Linked DNA regions of Mus musculus: region 2 is linked to region 1. The links are chromatin contacts, called in public Hi-C maps. All regions are on one chromosome and are shown on one strand. Each heading gives the region's core, a stretch centred on a gene start, on an enhancer-like site or on the middle of the called end of the contact. The rest is flanking DNA. Distances are from core to core; before and after follow the strand shown.

Region 1 (5,450 bases), core at 1,415-3,914:
CCCCCCCTCCGCCCCCCTGCCTCCATTTTCTCTTCTGTATCCATTAGTAGTAGCAGCTTGCACTCCTGCTGGGAGCTTAAAACTTGTTATTTTCTGATTGTCCTTTCTGATATTTAAACATCCTGTGGCCTACAGTGTAATAAAACTCCCGTGCATTTGGTTAGTTAGCTTTCTTCATATTCCTACCAGAAGCAAAGGGCAAGGATTAGTATTTCCCATGACAACAATAGACTTAACATTCTCCAATGATATTAGGGATTGCGAGCCATGCCTGAGGATCCAGGTGACTCTAGCTAGGTGCAGGTGGTGCATTTGAGTGTTGGCATGGCAGGAGTCTGTGACAAGGCATCTTTGTCTTTTAGACCTCAGTAGAACCATGCTGATTTTAGCCATGGGAAAGACAGTGTAAGGCAGGGAATGTGGCTTTCCAGCTGTGTTTCTGTAACACAGATATTTACAGTCGAGGGAACTAATCCTCTTTGGCTCTTCTCCCCCTGTAAGGAAAACAATAACTGTGCCTTCCTAATACACAAGCCCGGATATGTTCATGGTGGAGTACTACATGTATTTGATTTGGCCTATGTTAACATAACATACCAGTGAGTGAAAAAAGCATACTTGGGCTTTGCTAGCAACTATTTACATATACATTTGCCTTTATTGTCTCAGGTCCCCAAGTAGACTCCCTGGTTAGTATGAATCTCAAATGTTTCTTGTTTAATGTCTCTAAATGCTATGCTGTCTTTAAGATGTTGAATATAGTTTTCTGAACCTTTGGAGCACCCATACCTGCTAACTTAGATTGCCAAATTAGGAGTTCCGGAGGCAGGAGCTAGGTATCATTCTCTGCCTGTACCCCGGAGTCTCGGAGATGTGCCTGCACAGTTCTTTAACCAAGGCTTCAATGGAGTTCCACCTGCGTTGCCCGTGATCTGGATGGTGCTTTCATCCTTTACTCTCACATTTGCCTTGAACTCTGTTAAACTGAAGCTCATATAGCTGTCCCTGAAAGGTATCTGGCTGTCAAATCAACTGTGATGAGTTAGGGAAAGTTATGTGTAAGAACATTACAGGAGCATCAGGGTGATTCCTGAACTCTTATGTAGTTTGTGAAAGTCCTAATTGAGACAACCGCTTTCTTATGAACAGAATCTTTACCTTAACATTTCTTTTACCGTTTTTTTTTCTTTGCAGTTTTCACAGTGCACTTCTAAGGCACACAAGTGAGCATTGGCTCTTCCTTACATGCTACAGGTCTGAGGCAAAGGACTGTGAAGGCCAAACCCAAGCATTCATCTGTACACAGATTGTACACAGATCCCAGGCTGGCTGCTGCACGTTGGAGATAGGAACTCTAGAGATTGAGGTTTTTCCAATTGGGAGAAATAATGAGCTTAAAACAGCATATGTCTCTAACCACAGTTGACAGTTAAGTGATGATGGACATAGTAGACTCCAAAGGCGTCACTCAAGAAACAGGAAGGAAACACATAAAGAAATAGGGCTGTATATCTTCCTAGGAGTACACGCAGGAGAGGTTAGGGAATAGGCTGGAAACTGCCCGAAGTAGGGTGTGTTGCATAATGAATTACACCATGTAGCAAAAGAAGTTATTTCAGATGGGCATGAATGAGGAGGCAATTAGTTAGGGGGGGGGGAGGGATTAAACAAACTTGAAATTTTGGCCTAAAGTTGAAATTCTGGTGTGTTTCCTTGCAGAAATCAGTTATCAGTTACTAACGCCATCCTCTTTTGTATGATGAACATGGTCTAGTAAGATGAAGAGAGTGTTTACAGACATCAATAGCATTGATTAAAAAGTAAAAGTTCTGTCAAACACTAGTTTGATCTTCGTCATGGCAAACAGCCTGTTTGATGTTTTTATTGAATCAATTGATCTTTCTTCACTGGATTGATTTGTTGTTTCACCGTCATGTGGACACTTCCTAAATCAACATGGGCCCCTGACAAGATGTTTATGAAAACTTCTGACTTCATGGACATTTCACAAATTTGAAGACCATGAAACCATGTGAAACCCTAATTACAATGGATAAACAGAGTCAGTACTTCGGAGAAGGGTAGGTTTTTTTGCTTTGGTTTTTTTGTTTGTTTGTTTGTTTCTCTTAAAACTGACCTTGTGTTTTCGGAGCAGTTTAATTCATAGACTTATAAGCATTTTTTTTTCTTATCTGGTTTGAGTATGTACTTTGAATGTTGACCCAGCGATTAGATAATCCAAACCAACAAACAGAAATTGATTTCTATAGATTTGTGAAGATGGGGGCAGCTTCGGGTACAGAAGCTCCAACCACACCATTAGTATCTTTTCAAGTTCCAAACTTATACTTTATACATACTTGTGTGCCTCTAAAATCAATCATTAAACTTACTGTTCATTTCTGTTAAAATTCCTAGGTGCCCACACTGGTAATTCTAAAAATTTTACTTTCCCCCAATACTATCAGATTTACAGGCCTTTTTTCTTTTTTTCAGAAAAGTTAAGGAAAGGAGACAAAGTCCACTATATCCCATCTGTGGGAATAAAACACCAGTCATTTGGGTTGCAGATGGTGGAAGGAGAAGGCATCTTCAGTGTTTATAACAGACCTGGATTTATTGCAAAATGCTCCAGCCTATCTAATGGAAGCAGTGTTACTATTGACTGCACAGTGAGTATGACTGCACCCTTGGAAGGCTGTGGTGAGAGTCACCTACTGGGGACCATGAAGAGCCCAGAAGGTCAGTGACAAGAGCATTGGCTCATCAACTTTCAGCACACACTGGGTTCTTCTCCATCCAGATTTTCCTAAAAGATTTTTTTGTAGCCTTGCTCTTACACTATATCATGAATATTGCTTGAATGTCTCCTGTGTCATTAAATCACAGGCTCATTCATTCATTCATTCATTCCCTCAACTGTCTTAAGAACTCTACAATTACTTTGTCAATGATTTGTTGCAACAAATTCTTTTTCCTTCCCCTTATCTGTTCGACATAAGATGCTAAATATCTTTCTGTGTTTCTTTCTATGTTGTGTGACAAAATGCCTAAGAAAACCAACTTATAGGAGACAGAGTTGTATTGTGGCATAGCTTTATAGGGTTCATTCAGTGCCTTTGGTGCCACTGAGTCTGAACCTCTAGAGGCAGAACAGGATAGTGTCAGGAATATTAAGCCAAAGCTACCACCTTCGTCCATCTAGGTGTGCAGTGTATTCTCTTACACTGTAGTACCAACTCCATTACCATAGTCATCTCCTATTAGCTAACCCTCTCTCAAAATTTACTCACAGACACACCCTGACCTGAACAATTTCTTGAACTCTGGTTGCTCCCAAGTGCCGTGCCAACCTGACTAAAAGTCACATGACTAAATAGGAAGTGCTATTTCCTGTCACATTCTGATGATTCTCAGGTACTTCTAGAGTTGTATAATTGTTACCTCCTCAACAAACAAACCAACAAAACATTGCATATTTTTAGCTACCTTTTTTCTGTCCAGTCCACATAAGCACAACATTACATTACTGTTTCTTCTGAGTCTGTATTGATTTTGAGTCCTTATCTTTACCACAAACAAACATTTTAATCTCCCCAAACAACAACTGCATGGTTAACAGATGGCACTGACCAGAGTCTTTCTCTTACTGTCAATTTCTGTCTAAGAAGACTTCTCAGTCTCAGCCACTATCCCTTCTCTATCGCCTACTGCTTCCAGCTTGGGTCCTCATGATATTAACAAAGGTCACTAATATCCTTCTTATTAGTAAGTCCAACAGGATGTTAAGGTTGTAATTTGTGACATCCCTACACCACTGAACACTTACTTTACTTTTGTTACATATTTCTGTGTCCCCTCAGAGACTTTGTGTATCCTTGTAGCTCTACTTTCCAGAAAGAGAATACATTAAGAGAAAATAGAAAGAGCTTGGATATCTACTTTAATCCTATTTGTTTCTTCTAGTGAAAATCTATGTGTTAGATATACATTTCAATTTATTTAACCGCAATTTCACTGCAAAATAGGGATATTAATACCTATTGCATAAAATACACAAGAAACAAATGAGACTACGTGATACTCACTGGGACATCAGTTAGTGACATTCCTGACCCTGGTTTGAATAGAATGCTAAACTGTCTGTTCGGTTGCTCATGTTTGATCATATTTTCTCCTCTCTGGCTAATTTTACTGAATAGATGGTCCCCCTGTTACCACAGTTGTGCATTTTAAAACATAGAGTAATTGAGACCTTCACAAAGGCCACTGCATCTGACTGTTTTCAGCTGGGTAGCCCTGGCAGCTGCCTCAGAAAAGGTCATGGACATTCTTTCTGGGGGAATTTCTGTAACTGCCTGCTCATATCTGACCCAAGTCTACTCTGGTTCCATTTATGTTCCTCCTTCTTGTTGCTGGGTAGGTTGGCTTGTTTGAGCTTCTACGATAGACTTTCCTCTGGGTCTAACAGATACCCAGAGTCCTAGTTTGGGTCAAATCTTAGTCTTCTTAGCTCACAGTTTTCTCATTTCATGGTTCCTATAAAGGTTGACAACCATGTTCATAGTTTTCAGTCATTAAGGTTGCCTGAGTAGCTCTTTTAGGCTCACCTGACAGAAATCCACAATTAGCAAATATATGTAATGGCTGACACTATTTCTCAGCAGCAGAACAAGATAACTGCTTCTGCAATCTACATACACACACACACACACACACACACACAGAGAGAGAGAGAGAGAGAGAGAGAGAGAGAGAGAGAGAGAGAGAGAGAGAGAATAAATGGAATAAATGTAATTAAAATTTTAAATGCTACTTAACCAAAATCTAATCCTAGAAGTAATATTATTTTAAGGGTACAGCAAGACCAGGACATATAGTGTCTCAAGTGGGAAAAGCTCCAATAACCCCTGTCTCTACTTTCCTCTCCTATCTCTACGTTAAATATCAATCAGAATTCCATAGTTATTTCAGCTTTGCAATACACACACATCCGTGTCTTTATTATTTGTAGTACAATACTAATATCACCACTATTGATAATGATAATATCAGTGTCAGTTAATATTTATTGAAAGACTCATGTACCAGGTACTCAGCCAAAGGTTTTATAAGTCACACCATTTTGAAAAATAAACACCTGAGATTTGTTTTAGGATGCAGTCAATACTAGGGCTGGGATGTAAGTTCCCCTTTGCCAAACACAGTCTCATTTGCTATTCTATAATGTCTGATATGACCCCATCTCTTTGACAAAAGCACTTATATGCTTGATTTAAGTAAAATTTCACAGTTTTCTAACCATAGATGTCACAGAGCAGCACTCAACACATGATGTCATATAGTTGAGAGTAAACAGTAAATAAGTTATGATTCCAGTAAAGGTTCTCCTTGTATGTTCAGTTATAAGGTCAGCCCCAAGACTAGGGAAGGAGGAGAAACGGGCACAT
Region 2 (5,450 bases), core at 1,861-4,360, 210 kb before region 1:
AAGGCACTCATTTTTATTTAACATGTAGGGAGGTATTAATCACGGCAGTATTTTCCGCAAAAAATTTATCTTATCATATTCATTGTTTCACTAACCATGACAATAATAGGTGTTTAATTACCCAATAAGGACCATTTATGGATTCCATTTGTCCTGCATGTGGACAAACGGTATTGATTTTGTACTTGGATGCAACACGAAATTGTATTAGACACAATTAGAAATCCAAAGCTCATAAGATCTACATTTGTTACAGTAACTGGGCTTGCATGGAACAGCAGCCCTGCCTTTAGTCCAGGTGACATCAGCATCATGATGATTAAAAAAAATGGTCTTTCCCCCATATTGTGTTTGCAAGTTCATGTGTACAGATTTTAGTTTTAGTGAAGCAATAAAGAGTTCCATGAAGTGAAAAAAAATTGAAATGGATGTTTATTTGTATCCAGAAAAGCCAGTGTATGCAGGTGAACACAGACCACAGACTTGGTGTGATATTGTAATTGAGGTTTTTTTTTTTTTTAAGCCTCCACTAGGAGTCTTTATTTTAACATTGACCAATTGACCAAGTCATTAATTTGAGTGAGTGTGGGGTTCATGCAAGATAAAATCTTAGGCTGCATTTTGGTGAGCCCTCTGTCAAAGTGACAAGTAGGAGCTCTAAGTCCTGAAGGTGTCCTAATTTAAGCACTGTGGTTTTTGTTTGTCTGACTTACTTACTTATTTAATTTTATTTATATTTTATGGCTCTGTTTAACAACCTTTCATTTAACTGACGACAGTGGCAGAGTCTTGCAAAAATCCAAACTCCAGCCCACAACGTGCTTCTTCTTGCTGTGCCAGACACATTTGTGACTGCATTTGGCACGTGGGAAACCGTAATTAGAGAGCATTCTCTTGTTGGTCAGCACATTAATTGCCCATGATCTGCAGCTCTGTTCAAATTTGTGTCTTGTGGAGGAAGGTCATTTAGCCATGCCCAAACAAAGGGAGAAATAAACTGAAGTCTGACAGGTAGCTAGCCACTAGGTCTTCATAATTTCACAAGGATATATTGCATCCTCACTAGATTTGACATTGTGTTTTTAAGGATAGTAGGTCTGGGACAAGAAATTTCTCTTTTGCAGAGGAATGAGGGTGAGCGTACTGTTCACTGCCACCCCGAGGAAAGGATCTTGTTGATTGATGTAAGGGCATTGAGTTTGCCTAGCACTATTGATACCTCTTGGAACACCAATGGCTCCTACTTTAGCACAATAATTTTAATGTTTGTTTAGAGGGTCCAAAACTTCAGGGCAAGGGCCTTTCCATTTGCCGGAGGATACAGTATCATTCTTACATAGAGAACATTTGCATTATTATTTCTCTTTTGGGCCATAACATACAGTGTATGTGCGTAATTAGAAAACAGGGACAAACACTAGAAGTGTGTTATTTTTACCCTAAGCTACAAAGATGTGACCAGAACAGAATTTACTGAATTGACCATTTAAGAACACTGCTATATTCATTGTTTCTTCTCTCTTTTTTTCCTACTAGATATGAGAGGAATAGCAAACTTTCATTGCGGAAATGCATTTGCTTATTTTGCTTTGTAGAGGTTAGGCAGAGGCTAGTAGGCAGGTATTCTCTGGTAATGCAATCTGAGGTCTTGTATGTAGTGTGTGTGTGGGATCTCATAGCAGATTATGCCTTGGGTCTGTGAGCTGAGTGGGTGATGCATGGGGTAGTTTGTAAGGTAGGACCACAGTTCAGAAGTGAGCAAGAAATATACATACTGTGGGCAATTGCAATAGTTTTGTTTTTCCCCTGCAAAGTGAAAATCAGGTTTGCAGGATTCTCTGGTCTAGACTCTAGGTCCCTGGGGATTCCTTTGTGTTCTCATGAAATGAAGTCTTTTGTACTTTTTAGTTAAGTGCAGACAAACCACTTATTTACGGTATAATGTGAGCATAGATACATTCAAATGAAAGGCATTTCATGAAAAAGTAGCTAGTTATAAAGTAGATTACATACAAATTTGGTACACAAGGCATTTGATGGACAAATACCACCTTTTGGAAAGGATATATTCCTATTCCCCATCAAGAGAAAGGTCTGGCTGCTTGAGGGATGTGTGGATATGCATTTGGCCTGCATCTCTTCTTACTGACTTCCCTCTGTGGGTTGTTGATGAGAATGAATGAAGATGTGGCCTTTTTAGGGATTTGTGTCTTCAGCCAAGCTTTAGATTTTACAACATCATATGTGCTAGCAGATTTATGAAGGTAATTCATAATCATACTATGTTAGACTCTTTAGGGGCTGAGTGGATTTTAAGATCTTCACTCAATCCTCTTGCTTTAAAGAAACATGTATATATATACATATACATATACATATATGTATGTGTATATGTATATGACATACACACATAAGCAATGACATGGTCATACGTGCAGTCATTGCTTTCTAAACATGATAGTACCTGGATATTTGAATCTCTCCTTCCATTCCTCCCTTTTTTCTCCCTTCTCTCTTCCTCCTTCCCTCTTTCCACCTTCATTTTCTCTTCCACCCTTCTTTTTTTTTTTTTTTTTCTGACACAGGGTCTCTAGGCTGGCCTTGAATTATTTTTCATCCAAGGCAAAGATGACCTTGGACTCTGGATCATTCTGTCTCCACCTCTCAAGTGCTGAGATTACAGGCATGTGCCTCTGCATCTGGCTTTCTGTACTGCAGGGCAGTGCAGCATTCAGCTTGCACAATCTCCCATCCACTCTAGTATGCTAACACATGTCCCTGGCGTTATCTCTTGCAGCACCTCCATCAAGTCTCTCCACTGCCTCCTGTCCACTCAGCAGCCTCCTTCTAACCTCACTGTTAGCTGGTTGAATGAAAGAAATCGATAAGACTGTTAAAACTATCAAGAACTTTTTAAAACGGAGAAATAATATTTTAATTACTCCTGACATGCCAGTTTGAAGCCCATATCCTACTTTATGACAGTTCAGTTTAGAAACTACATTGCTTCATTTCGGTAACTTTATTACCATTTGGCTCAGAGATTGCTATTTCGCCTTGGCCACAGATTTCATCAGTTGCCCGGTTCACCTTTGTCCGCGTTATACTTGTGAAATGACCCCTTCCGTTAGTGCTTGTCAATAGTAAATTGCTATATTCTGTGCCTAGAAACACACTGGAGGACGACAACACTTTATTGAATGACTGAGTTTGTAGTTAATTTTTTTTCCAAAATTAAAACTTAATTGGAATAGTTCTAATTGTTATTTAGTGTCCATGAATTAAGACATTGTTTGGGGTCAGCTATTTCTGATAATGTTCTTATTCTTAAAAAGAATACAAGACTTTTAGACCATACTGTACATGTCTTTGCAGACCAAGTATGTTTTGTTTCCTCTCTAATTTTCTATCCATTCTACAAAAATATAAACATGTGAGGTGGCCAAGGTTCAATAGTACTATGACACCAAATTAAATTTACATTGGAGAATTTTCTGTGGATGAATCCTTTGTCCACAGAAAGCTCTGTTTTGTTTAAAGCAAGGAATATGCACTCTCTCATGTGATGACAGAATGAAAGAAATTTCAATTTCTTACTGAAGGCTAGCTTTGAGTAATATTTCCTTTCAAACAAATAAGCAAAGTGTGGTACTTAAAATATTCATCACTATTTCGGTTATTTCAAGATTAAATGTATTTGTGTTAAACATGTAAATTTGTTAACTGTTAAAGTATTATCTATTCCATTATAACATTTATGGGAAAGAACGTCGCTGCTCACTTCTTTACAGTGTTTAGCTCCTCTATCTCATTAACAAAGCTGTTGCCAAAAATAGAACCCCCTGATAAGTTGCTTGAAAATGGAGGTAAAATAAATGCCAACCGCCTTCCAGACCCAGCTCTGGGGGACTCAATGCTGCCTGCAGAACTTTCTTGTTTGTCCAGTGGTATCAGGAAGCACCTAGGTTGAGATGAAAGAATTCACAACTTTTACTTTTCTATCACCTGAATTTCAAAGTCCTTACTTACATCATGGACTTTTGCTTCATTTTATTTTTGCTTTGTATACTCTGAAATAGCCAACCATGAGATTGTTTACCTATTTATAGGCAAAGAGAGAAGGGTGAAGGAGCCAGAGGGAGAGTCAGTGATAGAGACAAGAGAGACACTTAGAGACACTGAGGGAGAGAAAGTATGGAAGAATACTGATTTTCATTAAATTCTAGTATCTCAAATTAACATATGGTTGATTGAAATTTCATTATTAAATAGACATGAAAGAAAAAAGGTATTATTAGAAGCAATACTTTTACTAATGTTAGGCAACATGATAGCAAGGAAATAACAATTTCTCCACTTCCAGATACAGAAAATTATACCATTGCTGTGACTTTCAGGAATAGAAGAGATTCAGTGTTTGTGTAAATCTTTGGGTATATTTGCTATATATTTTTGTTTCTTTTAAGTGAATTTTTAAAACTCACTAATATATTGTAAATGAAAATAAAATTTTGTTAGATTTTCTGCCAACAAGAGTTCACCTCTGTGATGCACAGTGAGTGATTTCGACATCGTGTCTCAGAGACTGATATTAGGGTTTTGTCTAATGTTCAGATCACAATGGTATTAAACCAAAAGGATATGTATCAAAACACAAGTGGTAGGATGCTCTGCTGCAGGAAATAATGTGAATTTTGTATTCTAAACAGTGTACTTTTTACACACCTTACCAAAAAATAAATAAAATAAATATCAGTATTAAACACAGAATAAATATACATTTATTTAGGTGCAGTTTGAATCATTATATTTAGGAATGTTTTTACTATATGATACTAAAAATTCACTGTAACTAGTAAAGTCGTACTTAATAAACAGTATTAGAGCAAGTTGTTTGGGATTATTAATAGCATCATAGTTTAAATAAAATGATTAAGTCCCTGACTTCACATCCTTGTTTAAGAACATAGCTCTTTTTAAAAGGATCCATTCACAAATAATAATGGATGAAAATCACCAACATGGAAAACTATATGAGCCGAGAGCTTGAATTTACTGGTAGATCAGTTAAACATCAGCACTCAAAAGTATAAAGTTTGTGTAGCGTTTAACAGGCCTTAGAAGAGCATTTAAAGTAACTTGTGTGTAATACGCAATACTAACAGAGCTTCCCAGAGCCCCAGTGGAAGCTAAAAATGTAATTCACATGCCTGTGGCTGCCGGGATGATGAGATTATGCTGAGCATAGCTAAAGTAAGACTTTATGCCACCATGTAAATTCTCCAGATGACGAGAAATGGAAATATGTGGAACGTTCTAGCAACTTAAAAACACACATACTTCTGAATGTGTTTAAAATAGATCTTAAAGATGTCAGACTTCCTTTAGCACTTGGCACAGGATTAATTCCAAACTAGCTATGGGGAAACAACAAAACCAAACCAAACATA

The links. Hi-C and Micro-C count contacts between places; a contact is called where the count stands out from the background.
Region 2: a Hi-C map of liver shows a contact between it and region 1, with 2.2 times the contacts expected there. The contact joins two enhancer-like sites. A contact is called at or near these places in 3 of 39 promoter capture datasets (liver, maxillary cranial neural crest and second pharyngeal arch cranial neural crest) and 4 of 484 Hi-C or Micro-C datasets (cranial neural crest, liver and nephron progenitors).

Annotation. Positions count from the first base shown.
Region 1 is chr2:63,858,430-63,863,879 of GRCm38.p6, reverse strand. No RefSeq gene overlaps it. Among named protein-coding and RNA genes, the nearest start is that of Fign, 240 kb to the left of the region's middle. Within about 2 kb of position 2,664, at least 1 of the 459 cell types and tissues checked has an H3K27ac peak or open chromatin away from gene starts, as enhancers often do. A contact at or near this core is called in liver, where this site is marked.
Region 2 is chr2:64,067,786-64,073,235 of GRCm38.p6, reverse strand. The region is part of intron 2 of Fign (fidgetin); the gene reads left to right. Among named protein-coding and RNA genes, the nearest start is that of Fign, 28 kb to the left of the region's middle. Within about 2 kb of position 3,110, at least 16 of the 459 cell types and tissues checked have an H3K27ac peak or open chromatin away from gene starts, as enhancers often do. A contact at or near this core is called in liver, where this site is marked.